Linked DNA regions of Mus musculus: region 2 is linked to region 1. The links are chromatin contacts, called in public HiChIP or PLAC-seq maps. All regions are on one chromosome and are shown on one strand. Each heading gives the region's core, a stretch centred on a gene start, on an enhancer-like site or on the middle of the called end of the contact. The rest is flanking DNA. Distances are from core to core; before and after follow the strand shown.

The links. HiChIP or PLAC-seq counts read pairs in DNA pulled down with a chosen protein or histone mark.
Region 2: a contact with region 1 is called in an H3K27ac HiChIP or PLAC-seq map of embryonic stem cells, with 5 times the contacts expected there. The contact joins two enhancer-like sites. A contact is called at or near these places in 2 of 484 Hi-C or Micro-C datasets (both in embryonic stem cells), 2 of 115 datasets of contacts at active chromatin or transcription factors (both in embryonic stem cells) and 1 of 9 other capture datasets (embryonic stem cells).

The regions. Positions count from the first base shown.
Region 1 is chr10:96,104,648-96,110,040 of GRCm38.p6, reverse strand. No RefSeq gene overlaps it. Among named protein-coding and RNA genes, the nearest start is that of Gm40746, 74 kb to the left of the region's middle. Within about 2 kb of position 2,305, at least 9 of the 459 cell types and tissues checked have an H3K27ac peak or open chromatin away from gene starts, as enhancers often do. A contact at or near this core is called in embryonic stem cells, where this site is marked.
Region 2 is chr10:95,861,221-95,866,591 of GRCm38.p6, reverse strand. All of the region lies in intron 3 of Gm33377 (a long non-coding RNA gene), which reads right to left. Among named protein-coding and RNA genes, the nearest start is that of Gm33543, 21 kb to the right of the region's middle. Within about 2 kb of position 1,656, at least 57 of the 459 cell types and tissues checked have an H3K27ac peak or open chromatin away from gene starts, as enhancers often do. A contact at or near this core is called in embryonic stem cells, where this site is marked.

The DNA.
Region 1 (5,393 bases), core at 1,056-3,555:
GTTGTTCTGGATGTAGATTTTTGAGGACACAGCATTGGAGGCAGTCTGTGATGTTGAACCATCTGGGTTATTTGGGTTATTTGTCATATCTTCTTTGGTGTCTGGTCCTTTTGCTCTGAAAACATAAACTTTCTAAGGTGATATACATTTTGCATTATCACATGTATGGAATGTGAGGTGTACACAACTTACCTAAAGATGATTCTTTGTTCTACATTCAAGCAGAAAAAAAGGCATCTATCTTTATAAGACTGTTTGGACTGTATAGACAAACCATAATATAAATTTCCCCCATGCCATTTGAAAGGATGGCATGATAAGTCTTGAGGACTCAGTAGCTAACATGATTTATTGGCTATCCATAGCTGAAGTCCTGGCTGGAGACAGTCTTGTCTCAGTCAGTCACAGAGCTGTTCCCATGTACGGGGATCAGCATATACTTTACCTGTTTGCTGTTCTTGGCTTCTTCCTTCATGTCATTACAGAATCTAGATCTTCAGGAGGTGTCGCTCAGTCAGGCTCATTTTGATTGGAATCCATAGTTTTCCTTTTATCATTGAAACAAAGACAAAACCTCTTCCCCAGTGCGAAACATTTCCTTCCTGCCATTCTGAAGTTACCACATACATAGGCTGATTTAATTCAGCAGTCCTTTCTAAAATCCAGTGTTTCTAACAGTTGTGCTATCTGTCTCATTGACGTTCCTGAAGCAATCCAGAGGGAACGTCTTTCTTCCCCTCTGATACTCTCTGGTCACATCACAAAGATCTTCAAGGAAATGAACAGGCAAAATCTGGAGCTGGTACTCTTTAGGCTTCATTTGCTGTGCTCACACACATCGCTCTATGGTGGAGAGCGGTTGATGAACGCTCTTCTGTATTTCTCTTCTCCATACTAAGACCATAGAATAACTCCCTGTGCAAAATTAACTTCTTGTTTTCAGTAGGATAAAGCTGGGATCTGTCAAATCTTTCCATATCTGGGTCCAACATGCTTTCCCGAGCTGGTCTGATTTAAAATGCTCATTTTAAAAAGCTCTCCAGACCAAATAAATAAATAAATAAATAAATAAATAAATAAATTCCATCTTCAGGTTAGTCTTGGTCATTTCACACTTTCAAATCATTTCTTCTGAGCTTAAGATCTCAATAACATAAACTTTATGAGCATCTACTCAAATGGAAGCATAGTGACAATTAAGCAAATAATTTGTTCCTCTCCAACTATTCAAAATATAAGCAAACTTATGACCTATGATTTCCCATAAATGTTATATAACAAACATCTTCCATCTTACTACATGGCCATTTAGTGCAATGCTATATATTCAAATGTGTATGTATAGAGTTCACTTAGCCATCCCATATTCTTGGACTCGCAGGCTTCTCCCAAATTTTGGTATTATAATAACCTTTGAAGTATGTGCTACATAAATACTTTCCTTTGTTCATAATAAGAGAAGATTGAAAAATTAACAGTCCTACTTTAAACTATTCTAACATTGTCACAATAATTAAAGTTATCAGTCAATAAACATCAACAACTGAGGCTGCAAATATCCTATCAGTTTCTTCTCATCCAGAAGATACTTCTATAGACTCAATAAGTGCCTACAGGAAGTAATCAAGTCTTATTAACTACCACAGACATTTGCATTAAGTGTTGATTAAGAAAAAGAAACTTAACTATATAAAAGGTCTTTATAAAATGTTATTACTTACATGCTTGATTAACAGTATGTAAATTTAGTAGTCTTGAAATTAGCTTAAAATATAGGAACATGTCTTATTCTTAGTTTTTTTTTAATTTAAAAGCTATTTCCCTGCCATTGTGATTTTTATTCTAGAATGTCCTACTACATTTAGACTGCCTGGTAAATTTCTGGGGTGTATGAATGTGTGTGTGTGTGTGTGTGTGTTTCCATTCCATATGCAGTTCTCATGTTGCCTATAGAACATTCTCTGTTGACTCTTATGCAAGTACTACAGTCAGCTTACACAAGCAATAGAAAGCCAGTGACACACCCCTCTGCTCATGTCAGCTTATTGTAACATTACACCAGAGGGCCAAGGTCAGTCATCGTGAAAATGTTCACACAAATGGAAAATTTTAAACAGAAATCTGGGCTTTTCTGACTGTGAAATATTTGTCAGAATGCTGTCTGGCCACCTCTGGAGAGTTAAGTTTACCTTTCTCTGAATTTCTTTTTCTTGCTATTGTTAGATTTCAATTAGAATTCCTGTTCTTGTTAGTGTACAGTGTTGTCTTTGTAAATCATTAAGCCTTCTTTGGGATTGTACCTTATGCACTGTGTCTTCCAACAGGTACCACTAATTCACTCATGACTGGAGACTACAACAGCAGTCCCAAGGCTTGATTAGAAAGGCCCCTTTTGCTCAAACTTCCATGTTGAGAGTTGGTCTGATGCTGTCTATTCAAATGCTAAAGTCTATACCACAAGACCAGGTTGCCACAGACAAGCAAATTCCCCTGCACACCAGCCTTTATTGTGTAAACATTGCTCCCCAACTTAAGGCTATTGGTTAAATAAAAGTGGCTACAGCCAATTACTAGGGAGAACAGAGAGAGGAATTTCAGTTATTGGGCTGGAGGTAGCAGGTAGAGGTCACGAGGAGAGAGAGAGGAGGAAGAGGGAGTCAGAGGAAGAAGAAGAGAACAGGATGTCTCCATTAGATAGGAAGGACTAGGAGCACATGCCTGAGTGAAATGCTTCCCCCACGACAGACTGATGGAGAAGGAAGAACCCTGAGAGACTCAAACAGCAAGTAACAAGGGACATGACTGAGATGTAAGTTAGAATAGCTCACAACCTGCCCGATCTGGGCTTACAGCTTGTAAAAAAAAAAAAAAAAAAAAAAAAAAAAAAAAAAAAAAAAAAACCAGGATTTTGTGTCTTTTATATGGGCTAGCTAGAATAAATAATTCATTTACACTTCCACATGATGTAAAATTCTTTTTAAATATTTGCATCTGGTACAAACATCGACACTCAGGCCTCCAGCATCACACCTGATGGTTATAAGGTCTTGTGGGTCTCATCTTGGACTCAGGGAGGTGACAATGAGGGTTCCTGAAGTATTTATCAGTGAAGGAACCCTCTTTAGCCTCGCTTGGAGTGGTGACAAGGAGGGCCTCCAGCATGGACTTTAGAAAGGGCTTTGAAACAAAAGATGAGATTTCTGGATTTTTACACCAGGATGCTCCAGCCTTATCTTAGGCGCCCTAAAAGATAGTCTTGGTCAAGTCATTTAATTCTTCTGGACTGTTCTGAAACTGAAAAATGAAGGTATTTGGAATGGTGGCTCCTTATCTGTCTTGTAGTTTTTTTGTTGTGGGTTGGTTTCGGATTGTCGTTTTGTTTGTTTTTTCAATTTTCTGACAGCATCTAAAAGATGTATTCCCCCTGGGATGCTTGTACTGGGATCAGCAGCTCCTGTCATCTCTGCATTTTCTGTGAGTTTCTTTTGTCTCTACTGTGTAGGGAACTCTTGGGACTAATTCTGATGCAAGCAGAGGCCACAGGGAAGAAGAAAGAATCATGGGAGTTAAAACCTTCCTGGGGCTAAAATTAAAGAAGAGGGAAAGCATACAGATAGATCATCAGCAATGCGTAGCACCATCCTGGGCCTCCTAATTAGACACGTGTGGCTGAGAAGCCGTGAAATCAAACTGTATCACAGAACCTAAGGGAAAGGTGCAGAAAGAGAGAAAAGAAACATTTCCGTTCATCTAACCGCTGTGCCACACACACACACACACACACACACACACACACACACACACACACACATCAGGAAGAAATCATTTAAAACAATTCAAGGTTTAGCAAAGTTAGCTTAACTCTGAGGAGTCCCTGGCCTAAAATTTGTTTTTAAATTTCCTTGTAAAACTCGAAAACAAAACCAGGTGTGGTGGCACACACCTTTAGTCCCAGCACTCAGAAGGCAGAGGCAGGCGAATCTCTGAGTTTGGGGATAGCCTGGTCTACAGAGCGAGTTCCAGGACTGCCAGGGCAACATAGAAAAACCCCATGTCAAAACAAAATAACAACAAAAATTAAAAAAACAAAACTCAAAAAACAGATCTGTTAGTGAGGCAGTAAGGGAAATTAGCTTGATATTTGTACATTGGGCTTCAACACTTCGAAGTCTAATAGCTTGCAAGAAGTAGTGCCATAAAGGTCCTGCCCTAACAACTGTGGAAACATGAACATGGTCCTCGCTGTGTGTCTTTGAATGGGGGACTGGGCGACATTACATAGTCATTGATGTTCATGTAAATCTCAGAGGGTTTTTATGCACGGGGCAGGCACTGCCTTTACACATCCTGACTGATCACTCCTAGTCTCCTTTTGACAAATGCTCGCAGTAGAATAACTGAGAGCCATGGAAGTCAGATAAACATACTAAGCTACACCTCTGTCACTGATTAGTTGAACTATGTACTTGACCTTTTAAAACTAATAATATATCTATACAGAAAAATATTAGTGTTACCATCTTGGGCTTACTGAGGGACACTGCCTAAAATATAGTATATGCTAAATGAAGTGCTTTTATGATGGTTTAAGGCTTATTTTTGGTTTGGATTTGTTTGTTTGTCTGTTTGCGAGCACATGTGGGTAAGTGAACATGGTACAGGTCCCCTTGGTCACCAGCAGAGGGCATCAGATCCCTGTGAGCTGGAGTTAGAAGCCTTGGTAAACTGACAGATGTGGGCACTGGGAACCAAATTCTGTTCTCTACAAGAGCAATGAAGTTTCTGAATCCCGGAGCCCTCCCCAGCTCCCCTGCAGCTTTTGTAAGATACCTTTTACAGGATTCTAAGGGGCAGTTAAAAACACCAAAAAAGTTGCTGGCATCTCCACTTGTTCAGATCACCTACCAAACTGGAAACATGTTAGAACAGTATGAATTCACAGCATTTCAATACAAGTCATATTCATAAGAGCAAAGCTACAACGAGTTACTTGAACCACAATAGTCTCTCCAGGCAAGCAGGGACACTATCATATAACAGTAATCTGGCCGTCCAATGGCAACATCAGAAATCAACAAAGGAAAGGAAACCAAGCAGAAAGTCTTTCCTATGTGAAACTAAACTGCTGCTATTTTCTTTTCTGAAGACACAGGCTATATCTAATGTAAGCTGGGGACTAGCATGACAGGTAGAGAGACACTGCTGGGGACAGGAGATAAGGGTACTTTGTATCTGGTGACAAAGTAGGCTGATATGACAGATGCAAGCTAAAGGAGATCCTGTCTTAGTTAGGGCTTCTATTGCTATCATAGAATACCATGACCAAAAGCAGCATCCGAAGGAAAGATTGCTTACCGACTTGCTTCCTGTGCTAGCTCGCCCTGCTTTTCTTA
Region 2 (5,371 bases), core at 407-2,906, 240 kb after region 1:
TGAATTTAAAAAAAAAAAAAAAAGAAAAAAGAAATAAATAAAAAGTGAAAGTTCTGAAGCTTCACAGAGAGAAGAAATGAGCAAATGCTCAGGCTACTAGATGAGAAGAATATGAAAAAGGATTTCATTTATACAACTATATTTTAAAAATTATGATTGTGTATATTGTGATGAAGGATGTGTGTGTGTAAGAGAGAGACAGAGACAGAGACAGAGACAGAGAGAGATCTGGACAGAGGTGGGTACACTCGCTTGGTTCACGTGTAGAGTTGGCTCTCTAGACCTCTACCCTGATTCTAAGAATTGAGCTCAAGTCTTCAGGCATGTGCAGCAAGCCCCTCTACCTACTGAGCCATCTTACTGGTCCAAAATTGTATCTTTAAAAAGCTGGACATCATTAGGTAAATCTAGTAATGAAAGCAAGTTAGTATATATCTCAGGCCACTTGCTGTTGCTATAACTGCGCACTGCAGACAAGGCTACTTTAGAAAGAATAAAGGTTTGCTTCGCTCCTAGCTTAGGAGGCTGTGACCCCAGGCAGGGGCTGGTATATGGAAGAGCCCTCTTGCTGCTTCCTGCTGTGGTTGTTGGAAGTCATCACAGGGTCAGATAGAGCAAGCCTGCTAACTCAGAACTCTCTCCTCCCCATGCTGTTCTACCACTGCAGGGCCCTCAGAATCATGAGCTCATCCTAGCCTAACTATTTTCCAAAGAACCCACCTCCTAAAACCACTGATGTCTGCTTCTAAGATGTGAGCTTCAGGAGACACATTCAATCCACACTACTGTGTTGATATCTGCTGTGTAGAAATTAGTTACTTCTGATTGTATTTATCCAAGGCAGTAGTTTAACAAGCACATTAGTCTACAGGCACATTTTTGCTAATTTTAGAAGATAAATATAAACACACACACATACACTCACTCACACACACACATATACACACATACATGCACACACACACACTCATACACACACATATAAACACATACATGTACACACTTATATACACATGCATGCACTCACATACATACACATAAACTCACACGTAGGTATACACACACTCACACATGTAGGTATACACATACACACACAGAGACACGCATATACACACATACACACATGTGGACATATACACACACGCATAGGTATACACATACCCATACACACATACACATGCATACACACACTCATGCACATAAACACACACTCACATGTACACACATACACACAGGCAAACACACATGCATACACACACACATGATTACATACACACATTCACCCATATACACACACAGACAGACACACATACACACATGTGTGCACACGCACATGCACACACACGCCATCCAAGAGACGAACAGTTGCAGAATGAAATACACTCAGACATTTCCAATTGCGTTTGGGGCCCCGGTTCAGTTCACCCCTTGCCCCTCTGTTCCAGCCTCTTTCGCCTTCCATCTCTTTCCATTTTATTTTTCTCATCGTGTTTTGACAGGTGAAGTTGCTCGTGCAAAAGCCATGTAATAAAATACAGGAATGCCACCTTTGCCTCCCTTGCCTGCTGCCGCAGAGCGTGTGAAGCCTGTGCCCTCTACCCTTCAGAGGAGTGCTGGAGTGGCAGGAGGCTCATGGAGCTGGAATGCTGTCTGTCTCTCTCTGGCCTCTCTGCCCGGAATGTGCTCCCCACCCTAATCTCCACTGAGACCAGTGTGCAAGCACTAGAGGCTTCAGCCAGCACAGACATGACACAGCAAGGGGGACAGAGGCTGGAGGCTGCAATCAGCCCATCCTATTTATTTAACTGCAAACTTTGTTCTTTAGTTTTTATAAAAAGCTTCATTGTTACATTGAATCCAAAGGAATTTAGCCTTTAACCTGCAGTTTCCAACTCCTGGTGCTAGCAAACTTTCTTTTCTGATAAGGGGACCGCCTGATGGAATTTTCTTCTTTTCTCTCTCATCCTGAAGGTGGGGCAACCCACTGAGATGTCTTTTGGACCTCGATTCTTATCAACTAAAATAAACACAAGGGCTCTCTGGTAATATATCCACGCAACAGAAGCTCCTGGTGTAATAAAACACAGAACATACAAAGAACGGGATCAACAGGCTTTAGTTTAGGGGTGTGTATGTGTGTGTGTGCGTGCGCACCTATGTATTTTCTACATTTCCCAATCTATCTAATTATTTTCTTTCTCCATCTGTTCCTAAGAGCCCTTTACTTATTGTAGGAAATTTCATACATTGATATAGTGATTTTAGGTAGTTTTCATGCCCCATTCCCCTCTCATCTTTCCAACAAACCTCATACTTCAATGTCTCCAAGGCTCAGAGAATATAGTACCAAAGAGGAGACAGAAAGACTCTAACAGCCAAGTAGTTATTTTATTTTTTTAAAAAGGCACAGGTTTGTTTTGTTTATCTTCATCCATATAGCCAGAACATGGTCCTTCATTTTCCTCTAAGGATCACAGTGGAAAAGGCTCAAGCCCTTTGTAATGACTGGGTGCCTATATCCCTGCCAATTTATACTGAAATCTTTATATTCCCCACCCCCTACAAACACACACAGGTGATGGTATTTGGGGGGGGGGGGCTTTTGGATGTCATTAAGTCGTGAGGAAGCCACTTTCCTAAATAAGACTCTTATAAAAGAGACCTGATTCTACTGTGGAAGTCAAGTGAGAGGCGGTGCCCCTCATCAGATACTGGGTCTCCTGGGATAGTAATCTGTATTATGTGTGTGTGTGTGTGTGTGTGTGTGTGTGTGTGTGATGAAGTTTGTCAGCTCTAGAAGATGAAGATATTCCTCCCATTGCTGTTTTTCACTGAAAGCTTGAGAACCAGGATCAGTTATGGGACCAGTTGCGCATGGCAGTGCTGGACAGAGAAGAAAGAGAAGTAGGCCAGAAGGGTTCTCCCTGTCACTCCTGGAGGAGGGTTCTCCTAAACTGACTTCACCAGGTCTTCATCCTCCTTAGAACCCTAGTTCCTACCTAATTTATTGAGTAAGATACGTGTGTATGTGTGTGTGTGTGTGTGTGTGTGTGTGTGTGTGTGTATTAAACTGATGGCCTGGGTTTTGTTTCCTTTTTCAACGCGTGTATGTATGTGCATGTATGGCATTGTGTATGTGAGTGGATGTGTTTGTGTGACTGTTGTGAGTGTGGAGGCCAGAGGACATCCTCAGAAACTCTGGAGAAAGTATCTGGCCAGGAAGCTCCAGAAATCCTCCTGCCTCTGCCTCCTCAGTGCTGGGATCACAAATGCACACCATGGTCCTGCGCAACTTCATGCGGGTTTGGGAATTGAACTCAGGTCCTCGTGCTTGTGAAACAAGCATTTTACCAACTGAGCTAACCCACCCCATGACCCTGCTTTTGTTTGCCATTGTATAACAAGTTGTCACGAACAGCCACTTGAAACAGTTTTTCCTGATTACATCTTAACTCTTATGGGTCCATTATCTTAGCTAAAACCTCTTCTTCAAGCCTTAGCAGGATGAAAACAAAGATGCAGCTGATCAAGTTGGCATCCTCAGCTGAGAAGGACTTGCCTCTGTAATTCCCCAAGTTACTGAATTTACTTCCTTGCTATTAAAGTCATAGTAAGTAGACTCACTTCTTTGGAATCTGCTGTTGCCTCTGAGACCTCCGAGTGGGTCCACTAGGAAGGAAGAGTATCACATGACTTTATACAATCACTGGAGTCACACCTCATTCCTGCGGTTAGAGGCGAGCCAGGGGTTCTATCTACCTATACTCTGAGCAAGCACTTCACAAAGGTGAGCATTCTGGAGCAGAGATCTTGGGGGTGTGCTGTAGACTCCCTGGGAACCACACCCTTTTGCTTTATCCTTCCTCCAATGGACAGCATAGAGTCATAGAATCAGCTTTTGATAAAGTGAAAAAAGATATTTTACAAACATACACCGTAACACACAGGTAAAATAAATTCAGCTGGTTTTCCTAGTGGCTAATGGCATAAGAAGTTGACACCAGGCAGCCATGACTTTAGAGCCCTGATTCCCAGCTCAGTAGCCGTTTGACCTTATTAAGTCTCAGCTCTGACCTTTAAGATAGGAATAACTCTTTGTGTTTATTGTGAGAATTAAGTCACACAAGATCAATAAAGCACTTGGGAAATGTGTGCAGTACAAGTGTTCCATAAATGGTTACTTTAGTATCCAGGTAAGAGCCCAAGGTAACTCAAACAAGGTTCAGTTGAGTATCCACTCTAAATACAGAGCACTGAATTGCCAGAGAGGGGCTCCCTTTCTGAGGCCTCAGAGGGTTGGCTTCAGGCAAATCACAAACCTGTTGGTCTGTCTAACTTCCTGGAAGACTCTAATAGGCATCTCTAGCCCAGCTTCTCCTTTGTCTTCAAATTTGCAATGTCAGGTCCTTACAGATCACCAAACTTCATAATGGCATTCTTGGGGGAGGGTAGGGTATCTCTACCTAGCCTGTTCCCACTCCTTATATTCCATGGGCCAAAGCAAGTCAGTGGCCCGTGCCACTTCAAGGAGGACAGGAAGGGCCATTCTGTCATGAGCTTGGACATGTCACAACCGGTCACAGCATGATGACTGCCACAAATGCCAAAGGACAAATAGGTATTTTTAGGGCAACATATGAATGTGTTCTTGAAGAGAATAGAGCACTAGTGACCTTTGTTATTTTCCTACAGCAACTTCTTCCTGATGTAGCATATCTCCATGAGGGCCTTCAGAAATGCAGGCATCCCAATAGAAAACTGGGTGTCATGTGAGACTTCTAACAATGAGAGCAGGGTTGTCTCTGTTGCCTGCCTTTGGGATCCCCCCCCCCCCACACACACACACACACACCCGGGCTGCCTCACCTAGCCTCAATAGAAGTTGTACCTAGTCTTACTGCAGCTTGATGTGCCAAGTCGATCTCCATGGGCGCTCCCCTCTTCTGAAGAGAAAGGGAGGAGAGTGGAGTGTGAGGGAGGCCTGGGAGGAATTGAGGGAGGGGAAGTTGTGGTCAGGGTGTAAAGCAAATAGATAAGTTTAAAAAAAAGAAAAAAGAGGACCAGTGTCTTGATTTGACTAAATTGTCAAGTGATGCTGAAGAAATTGTGGAATTTTTAAAACCTGAGACATGGGTTGCAGGAAGGAAGATTAAACTATTCATATTCAGCTGTGGAACTGCTGAGACAATTCATTCTAAGATTCTACAAAGGTGGTCCTATTGAAGCTTGGATAGCATCATAAATGTTTTGTCTTTGAACTTTCATGCTGTCCTGTTACTTTTCCAAACAAATTTTCAAAAGTTTTACTATGTATCATCTGGCCCTTCCAATGTAATAACAACTATTTGATTTTCTGAAGTAATCCTTCCTT